Linked DNA regions of Macaca mulatta: region 1 is linked to region 2. The links are chromatin contacts, called in public Hi-C maps. All regions are on one chromosome and are shown on one strand. The core of a region is the stretch at or near the end of the contact, and the rest is flanking DNA. Distances in the headings are between cores, read along the strand shown.

Region 1 (3,955 bases), core at 1,229-3,728, 59 kb before region 2:
TTGCCAGTTTTTAAAAAGATTAGATAGAGAAATCCACTCTCCTATCTCCAAGGCAAAGACCTATATTCACAGTCTAATGTAAACCCAGAGGGGAGCTAGCAAACAGACTGAAGCAGGGAGGGGAGAGAAAAATCCCTTATTTATACTTTATTTATAGCATTTGATGATTTCCATGGCGTAAATACTCCCACCATGGCCAATTTCAAGCTGCCAACGGTTGGCAAAATTCCTGAAAATTTAGCAATGGCTTGCTGGTACAAATCAACTCCAGCGCACAACTGCAAATCACCTCTTTTATGGTCTACCCTGCAACTGGGCAATTCTGTGACAGCTTTCCTCTCAACTCAATTGTCACTTAATCATTCTCTAGGATAACTTAAAGCAATTCACAGAAGTCTACTCTACTCTCATCACTTTTAGCTTTCTCAACTGTTCTGCAGCTGAAAGGGGTTGGATGTTGAAAGCAAAATGGATCCCAGTATGCCTGTCTTCACTAAGTGCCACAAAGTAAAGGACAAGAATCATATTCAAAAAGCCGTCAGATGACCATTTTATAACTTTCCTTTGTTAATGTCATCTCCCTATCTAAACCTCAAATGTTTTAAGGTTAGGGAACTGTATTCAAAACAAGAGCCAGACATCCCACGAGTCCCAATTCCAGTGACAGGCAGCAGAGATACAGGATAAGCATCTTAGATTAAATCCAGACACCTGAAAGGGTTCCACTCCAGCCCTGCTACTTGCTGGCAGACTGTCAGCAGCCCTTCCAGTGGTAGTTTCAACTGCAAAATGGGAACAATAACATCCAGCACACAGGGTCAACCTTGGACTTCACAGGATCACTTCTAGGGATAGTCCCTAGACACCGCTAAAGCATATTGCCAAGAATACCAGGGAAGCCCACTTCTGTCTAGAAACTGGCTAATCAGCTGCTAAGGATTTTTTAATCATCTACTTCCAATGACCTCCAACCATCACTCCAAGCCATAAAACCCTTTCACGATTGTGTCCTGGACTTCCAGGTCCCACTACATCAAAACCAAAGAGTCCACCTGAAAGTAGTGTCAAGAGTCAAAAATGTTGTGACAAATCAGATGAGAACACAACCTACCAATCAGGTTCCTACTTGCGTCCACATAACATTCAACATTTCACCTCAATGCAACGAGGAAGTTCATCAACAAACCTCAACAAATAAACAAAACTCAAGAGAATAACTTCGTTTCTAATATTTCACAATTTTTCCCCATGACATCTTTCCAAATATCCCTGTCTTCATGGTACTCCATATTCTATCATTTAGGTTATGCTTCCTAGGCAAATTTCTCCAGAGGTCTGAAGTAGAACCGATGTCAAAAAATTAAATATATATGGGGGAAGTTTACTTTCCAATATAAATGACAGGTCTTGAGAAACAAGGCAATAATCTCCATAACAATTATTCCACTCATTAACTACTATTCTTCTACTAACAAATGCAAGAAGTCATTTAGGTGTAGAAAAGAATAAACTCACTACACCTGTATATCAAAAAGTTTCAGACTAGACATCTGCCCTCCAACTTCCAGTTTCCTATACATTATGTGTTTCTTCTAAGGCACATGCAACACACACTTCGCCAGTAAAACCAGAATAATCCCAGAAGCGCAAACAAATAAGGGACAGTGGAGCTTGCAATCCAAAGACCTTTATTCGAAAGATGAATTATCACATTTGAACGTGGTATCTCTATTTTAAGGGCTAACTTTCTTTCTATGAAGTATCTGAAACCCACAGCCATACACCCACTTCCCTAACTTCTTCTCCCCTCCCTCCTTCTCGGCACCCCTGCCCTCCCGCCGCTTCCCGGGCGAATTCGGGCCTCTAATACCCCCCCAAGGAAGCGCCGCCCCTTCCCACGGCTACGGGAAAGATCGCCCAGCGGCCGAGGCTGGACAGAGCACAGGTAGTACCTGTAGACGGAAGCCGCGCTGGGAGGCTGACAGAGACACCCGGTCATTTCCCGCGCCTCGCAGTCAGGTGCAGGGTCTGCCGGGCACCGCCCGCCGGCCGCACTGGGACAGGCCGGGTCCCTTGGCAGAGCCCGAGCCGGTGCGGCCGCCGCGGCCAGCTCAGTCGCCTGCCCGCGGGGCGGCTTACACAACAACGGGGCGGACCCTCCGCGCGGGGTCAAGGCAGCCTCCCGGTGCGGCCGGAGTCCGGCTCAGACACCTCGCGGCCCCGGCGCTGAGGGGAGCCTATCCCGAGCAGAGCGGCGCCGGGACGCCTCGGGGCGCCGCGCGGAGTCATGCTGGGGCGAGGAAGCGGCAGGTCATCGCCAGGCGGGCGGCGAGTCCTTGGTGCTGCCCGCTGGGCCTAACCCGGCCCGCGCGGAGGGTGCGCGCCGGAGACGCATAGAAGCCCCCTGCCCTCTGCCGGCTGCGCTTACCTCTCTTCGGTGTCGGCGGAGCCCACCTCCTCCTCCTCCGCCGCCATAGCCGCCGCCGCGCAAGCGCCGGAACTCGCCTCGAAGCCGGCTGACAGGCCGACTGGGCCGCCCCAGGTCGGCGCTGCACTTAAGGCCGCGCGGGCCGCCCGCGCATGCGTCTTCCGCGCCCTAGCACGGCCTGGCGGCGCGCCCGCGTTTGCGCGTGCCCGGCCTTGCCTCCGCCATCCCCAGTCAGCGCGCACGCGTTCTCCCGCCCGACGCCCCCGGGTGTGAGTGCGGGGCCGGACAGTCAGCCCAGAAGAACTGGTGAGACTCACCCGACTGAGTTAGGTGATAGCTAATTTGAATAATGACTGTATTCATGCATCATCCTGTCAGTGTTGGCTGTCAGGTGGCACCTTGGGGGCGGAGGTGCGTCCAGTCCTGGAAGAGCCTAGCTAGTGTCCGATAGATGGTGCAGTGGCGAATGAAATGCCGTAATCGAGGTGCTGTGTGGCCTCCCGGGCCTCCCACCAGCCCTTCCCCGCGGGTTGAGGGGCCGGGGGGAGAGGGCGACTCACAGGAGCCTTCAGTCAGTTGAGCACTGCTCTAGGTGCTGGTGTTACTGTAGTGTCCCAAACCAGCAATTTCCCTCCCACTCAACCCTCTAGATACCTGGGAGGGTGAAAAGAGTAGGTGTTGGCCGGGCGCGGTGGCTCATGCCTGTAATCCCAGCACTTTGGGCGGCCCAGGCGGGTAGATGACCTGAGGTCGGGAGTTCGAGACCAGCCTGACCAACATGGAGAAACCCTGTGTCTACTAAAAATGTAACATTAGCCAGGCGTGGTGGCGCACGCCTGTAATCCCAGCTACTCGGGAGCCTGAGGCAGGAGAATTGCTTGAACCCGGGAGGCGGAGGTTGCGGTGAGCCGAGATCACGCCACTGCACTCCAGCCTGGGCAACAAGAAGGAAACTCCGTCTCAAAAAAAAAAAAAAAAAAAAAAAAAAATCGATGTTTAGGTAGTTAGAGTTATTGAGGGGAAATGACTAACCTAAATAGAAGTATTTCTTGACCTGTTTTAAAGCTTTTTAACCATCAGGTGCAACCTGCTTTTGTAATTCTACCACCCACTACTACTCATTCATTTGTGTTTCATGTGTATCTACTATGGGCTCACTTTGTTCTAGGTGCTTGAAAACAATTGGTTGAAATACGGCTGCTGTTTTGATAGATCCTATGCGAATACATTAACCTTTATTTTAGACTCAGTTCATTGCTCTCCTTCCCTGACTCTCCTCCCTCTTTTTCTCTCCTCTGAGCCCCACTGTAAACGTATCTTTATCGACCATCTAGCTGTCAGATTCTCGGCCTTGCGTAATTGTTACAGCTTTTTAATAAACATTATCGAGTATCTTTCCAACTACACGAGAAAGTCCTCTAGGATAGGAATGGTGTCTTCTGTAATTTAGAGGGGGGAAAGCCACTTATAATCTCTTAGGCATAGTAATAACTAGTAAATTTTTTATTGTGTTTGATCTAATTCATA
Region 2 (3,961 bases), core at 553-3,052:
CAAGTAATTAGTCTTCTGCTCCTTTCTTTTAGTCTCCCTGCCTCCTGGCTGGAACCTGGAAGACCCAGAAAAGGGTGGGGAGTAAAGAACAGACCAGCCTTCTCCCCACTACAGTTTATTGAGGCATTGATCTGGCCAAAGCTGGATGTATGGAGGCAGAAAGGGTTCATTCATTTTTTTTAAATTTTTCATTTCGGAGTTATTGCTTGTCTACTACGGACCTAACACTGTTCTAAACATTGGGATTAGTAATCTTTCATTATCTGTGGGAGATACATTCCAAGATCCCCAGCGGATGCTTGAAACTGAGGATAGTATAAAACTCTATGTATACTATGTTTTTTCCTACACATACATACATACTATGATAAAGTTTCATTTATAAATTAGGTACAGTAAGGGATTAACAACAATGAATAATAATAAAATAGAAAAATTATAAAAATAGACTGTAATAAAAGGTGAATATGGTCTCTCTCTCTCTCCCAATATCTTATTGTTCTGGCCTCACCTATTTTCAGACTGTGGTAGACCCTGGGTAACTAAAAACACTTAAAGCCGGCTAGGTGCAGTGGCTCACGCCTGTAATCCCAGCACTTTGGGAAGCGGAGGCAGGCGGATCACCTGAGGTGAGGAGTTCAAGACCAGCCTGGCCAACGTGGTGAAACCCTGTCTCTACAAAAAATACAAAAATTGGCTGGGCGTGGTGGTGCGCGCCTGTAATCCCAGCTACTCGGGAGGCTGAGACAGGAGAATCGCTTGAACCTGGGAGGCGGAGGTTGCAGTGAGCCGAGACTGCGCCACTGCACCCTAGCCTGGGTGACAGAGCGAGGCTCTATCTCAAAACAACAACAACAAAAAGTCAATAAGCGTGGTGGACAAAAGAAATAGGAGAGCAGGTAAGGAAATGGTGGGGTGGGGAGGAGATGAGAACAGGTATTAAGTAGGACGGTCAGAAAGGGCCTCAGGGAGAAAGTGAAAGCCCAGCAAAAACCAAGGGAGGTGAGGAAGTGAGCCAAGCAGCTATCCGAGGGAAGAGCTTTCTGGGCAGAGGGAATGGCTGGGGCAAAGACCCTGGGCCTGGAGGTGGAAAGGTGTCTGGCGAGTTCTAGGAGGAACAAGGGTACCAGTGTGGCTGGTGAGGAGCAAGTAGGAGAGTAAAAGAGGTTTTCATAGAGGTAAGGGACTGGGAAACCCTATAAACCACCGAAAGGGATTTGGCTGTGGTTGGATGTTAGGTTTTAATTATAAAAGGATCTGCGTTTTTCACAACTTGAAAGTGAGCTACAGTTAAAATGAGACTTGTTCTTATACCTGAAAGTGACCAGAAAATTAGGTTCTGGTCTTTAAGAGATGGAAGAGGGAAATGTGAAGGGGCGTATTCCTTTCCCCCGCCCCGACCGCTCTGGGTTGGAGAGCCCAGCGGCGTGCCGCCTCCGCTCCGAGTGACAGCCCAACCAGTCCTCTCCCTTCTCGGCCCCGCCTCTCCCGCTGCCTTCCGGATCTCGAAGGGTGCTACAGTACGTTAGGTACGCCCCTCCCTTTCTCCCGGCCTGGGCTCCGTTCCAGGCGACAGCCCAATCAGGGCTGCCTTTTGTTTCTTCGGACCGGTTCCAGTCTGGGTTCTCGTCCACGACGACCGCCCAGTGAGGCCCCGCCCCTCCCACCGCGGTTCCGCCCCTCCCGGAGCGACCGCCCAGTGAGGCCCCGCCTCTCCCGCCGCGGCCCCGCCCCCTCTGCGTGTGACCGCGTCTAGGCCCCGCCGCGTCCGCCACGCCCAGCGCTCGGCAGCGCCCGCCCCACTGGCCTGGCCCGCCCCCCGCACCCGGCGCTCTTTTGCCCGGCCTCCGGTTCTCGCCGGCTCTCTGGCCAGCCCCCGAAGACGTGGAGCGCTGCGGCGGCCGGTGAGTGGGGAAGGGCACCTCGGACCCCCAGCTGTCGGCGGCAGTGCCCGGCTCCGTGCAGCGACAGAGCCCCGGCCACTGCAGGCTCCAGGAGTTCCTCCCGGCCGCCGCCCTGCGTTCCCGGGCCGCCTCCCGGTGCCGGCACCCCTGGGGATGGGAAGTGGGACCAGGATAGGCGCGGAGGCTGTGGGGGCAGGGATGAGTGAAGGTGTTGCGGGTAGTGGACGTCGCAGGGGAGGGGAGAGGTTTATAGAGGGAATATGGGTCTGGGGCGATGGTTTGAGTCCTGAGAGAAGCGCGATGAGGCTGAAATTTGGGGCTGGTGGAGTCAGGGTGGGGGATGTTAGGGGCCTCAGCGCTCTGGGGAAGGAGGCAGTGAGTGGGGTAGTTGGCGGAGCGGAGTGAAGGGTGGTTTTTAGAAGGGCCAGCTCAGGGTCCCGGGATTCTTGCTTCCTGGGCAGTCCGGGATCAGGACGGGCAAGGCTGTCTCCAAGTGGGTTTGGCCGGAGCGGGCTTGCAGGATAATGCTCACATCGAGGTGATTGGGTTTCCAGGCTTTTGACTGGGACATACTGTGCAGTTTAAATAATAGATACCTGTCTGGCTGGTACCTGGGACACCTGAGAAACGTGGATGGAATGGGGTTCTCCCCTACAGGCAGCGTCTGATTTTCTGGGTGCCTTCACAGCACCAGCATTGGTGTGCGCTGCCTTCTGTAAAACCTTGTATTCCAACAAAACGGTGTATGGAGATCCCAGACTTAAAAAGTGCAGCTGAGGTTTATTCAGACTCAGGACACAGTTGTATCATATTGCCTTAAATCCTGCGGAGTTTAATCCCGTGGGGTTTAAAGCGGTTAAATCCACTTTGTAGTGTCGACTTTTAATTTAAAGTCATACAAATCTAGAGGACTAGATGTTTTCTAAGGGCCCATTCTGCATGATAAACAGTTTAAAATTCAATGTGGAAAGTAAATCATCTGTTCTGAACAGCTGTTGCTGAAAGAATCGTAGAGTTGCAGATGAATGAAATTTGAAAGCTCTAAAATAATGGAAGGGCATAGAAAAGGCTTGGTAAATTGGGGTGTATGTGCACTTAAACCCATTTAAACTTTTTTCTTTTCTTTTTCTTTTCTTTTTGAGACGAAGTCTTGCTCTGTCACCCAGACTGGAGTGCAGTGGCACAATCTCTGCTTACTGCAACCTCCGCCTCTCGGGTTCAAGCGATTCTCCCGCCTCAGCCTCCCGAGTAGCTGGGATTACAGGCGCCCGCCACCATGCCCGGCTAATTTTTGTGTTTTTAATAGAGATGGGGTTCCACCATGTTGGCCAGGCTGGTCATCAACTCCTGACCTCAGGTAATCGTCCCACCTTGGCCTCCCAAAGTGCTGAGATTACAGACGTGAGCCACCGCGCCTGGCCAACTTTTTTCACTGTAGACACCTTTGGAAGACAGAGAAAAGTATAAGGATGAAAATTAAAATCTGTAGTTTTGCCACATGTAATAACATTTTGATGCATTTCTTCCTAATTTTTGTATTTTTGTGTATATGAATGTACACAAAATTAGGGTAGTGTTGTTACATAATTGGGGTAATAATGTCATGTTACTTCATACTTTTGCTTTTTCTTTCCACCTTACAATAAGTACTGTACTTAGCCCATGTGTTAGAATAATTTGATGTGTGCTTGCTTCTGCTACTAGACTAAGGGCTCCTCAAAAGCAAGATGTAGACTTTATTTACCTTTGTACCTTTAGACTCTCATGGCTTGGCTCATAGTAAGCACATGATAAGTGTTTATTATATTTGGTATTTACATTTTGAAGGTGATGAACTCAGCTTCTGTATTCTACTGGTAGGTTAATATTCTTCCCCACCAGCTTTTTATTATGAAAAATTTCAGCCAGGAGAGTTAAAAGAATACCACAAAGAATACCCATATTCTCACGCAATAGATTTACTTACTGAGATTCGTATTACTCTGACACAAAATCCTCTGCTCAGAAACCTACAAGAATGTACTGGCCACTGGATCAGATGTAAACTATAGCATTTG

The links. A called contact is a pair of places that touch in the nucleus more often than the background predicts.
Region 1: a Hi-C map of blood shows a contact between it and region 2, with 2.0 times the contacts expected there. The contact joins the promoter of ABHD5 here to the promoter of ANO10 in region 2. A contact is called at or near these places in 3 of 14 Hi-C or Micro-C datasets (blood, cortical neurons and liver).

What each region holds. Positions count from the first base shown.
Region 1 is chr2:107,000,303-107,004,257 of T2T-MMU8v2.0, reverse strand. It overlaps ABHD5 (abhydrolase domain containing 5, lysophosphatidic acid acyltransferase), which reads right to left and starts at 2,478. Exons shown (of 7, transcript NM_001265641.1): 1 at 2,429-2,478. The coding sequence starts at 2,475.
Region 2 is chr2:106,940,637-106,944,597 of T2T-MMU8v2.0, reverse strand. ANO10 (anoctamin 10) reads left to right here and starts at 1,802. Exons shown (of 14, transcript XR_013414552.1): 1 at 1,802-1,904.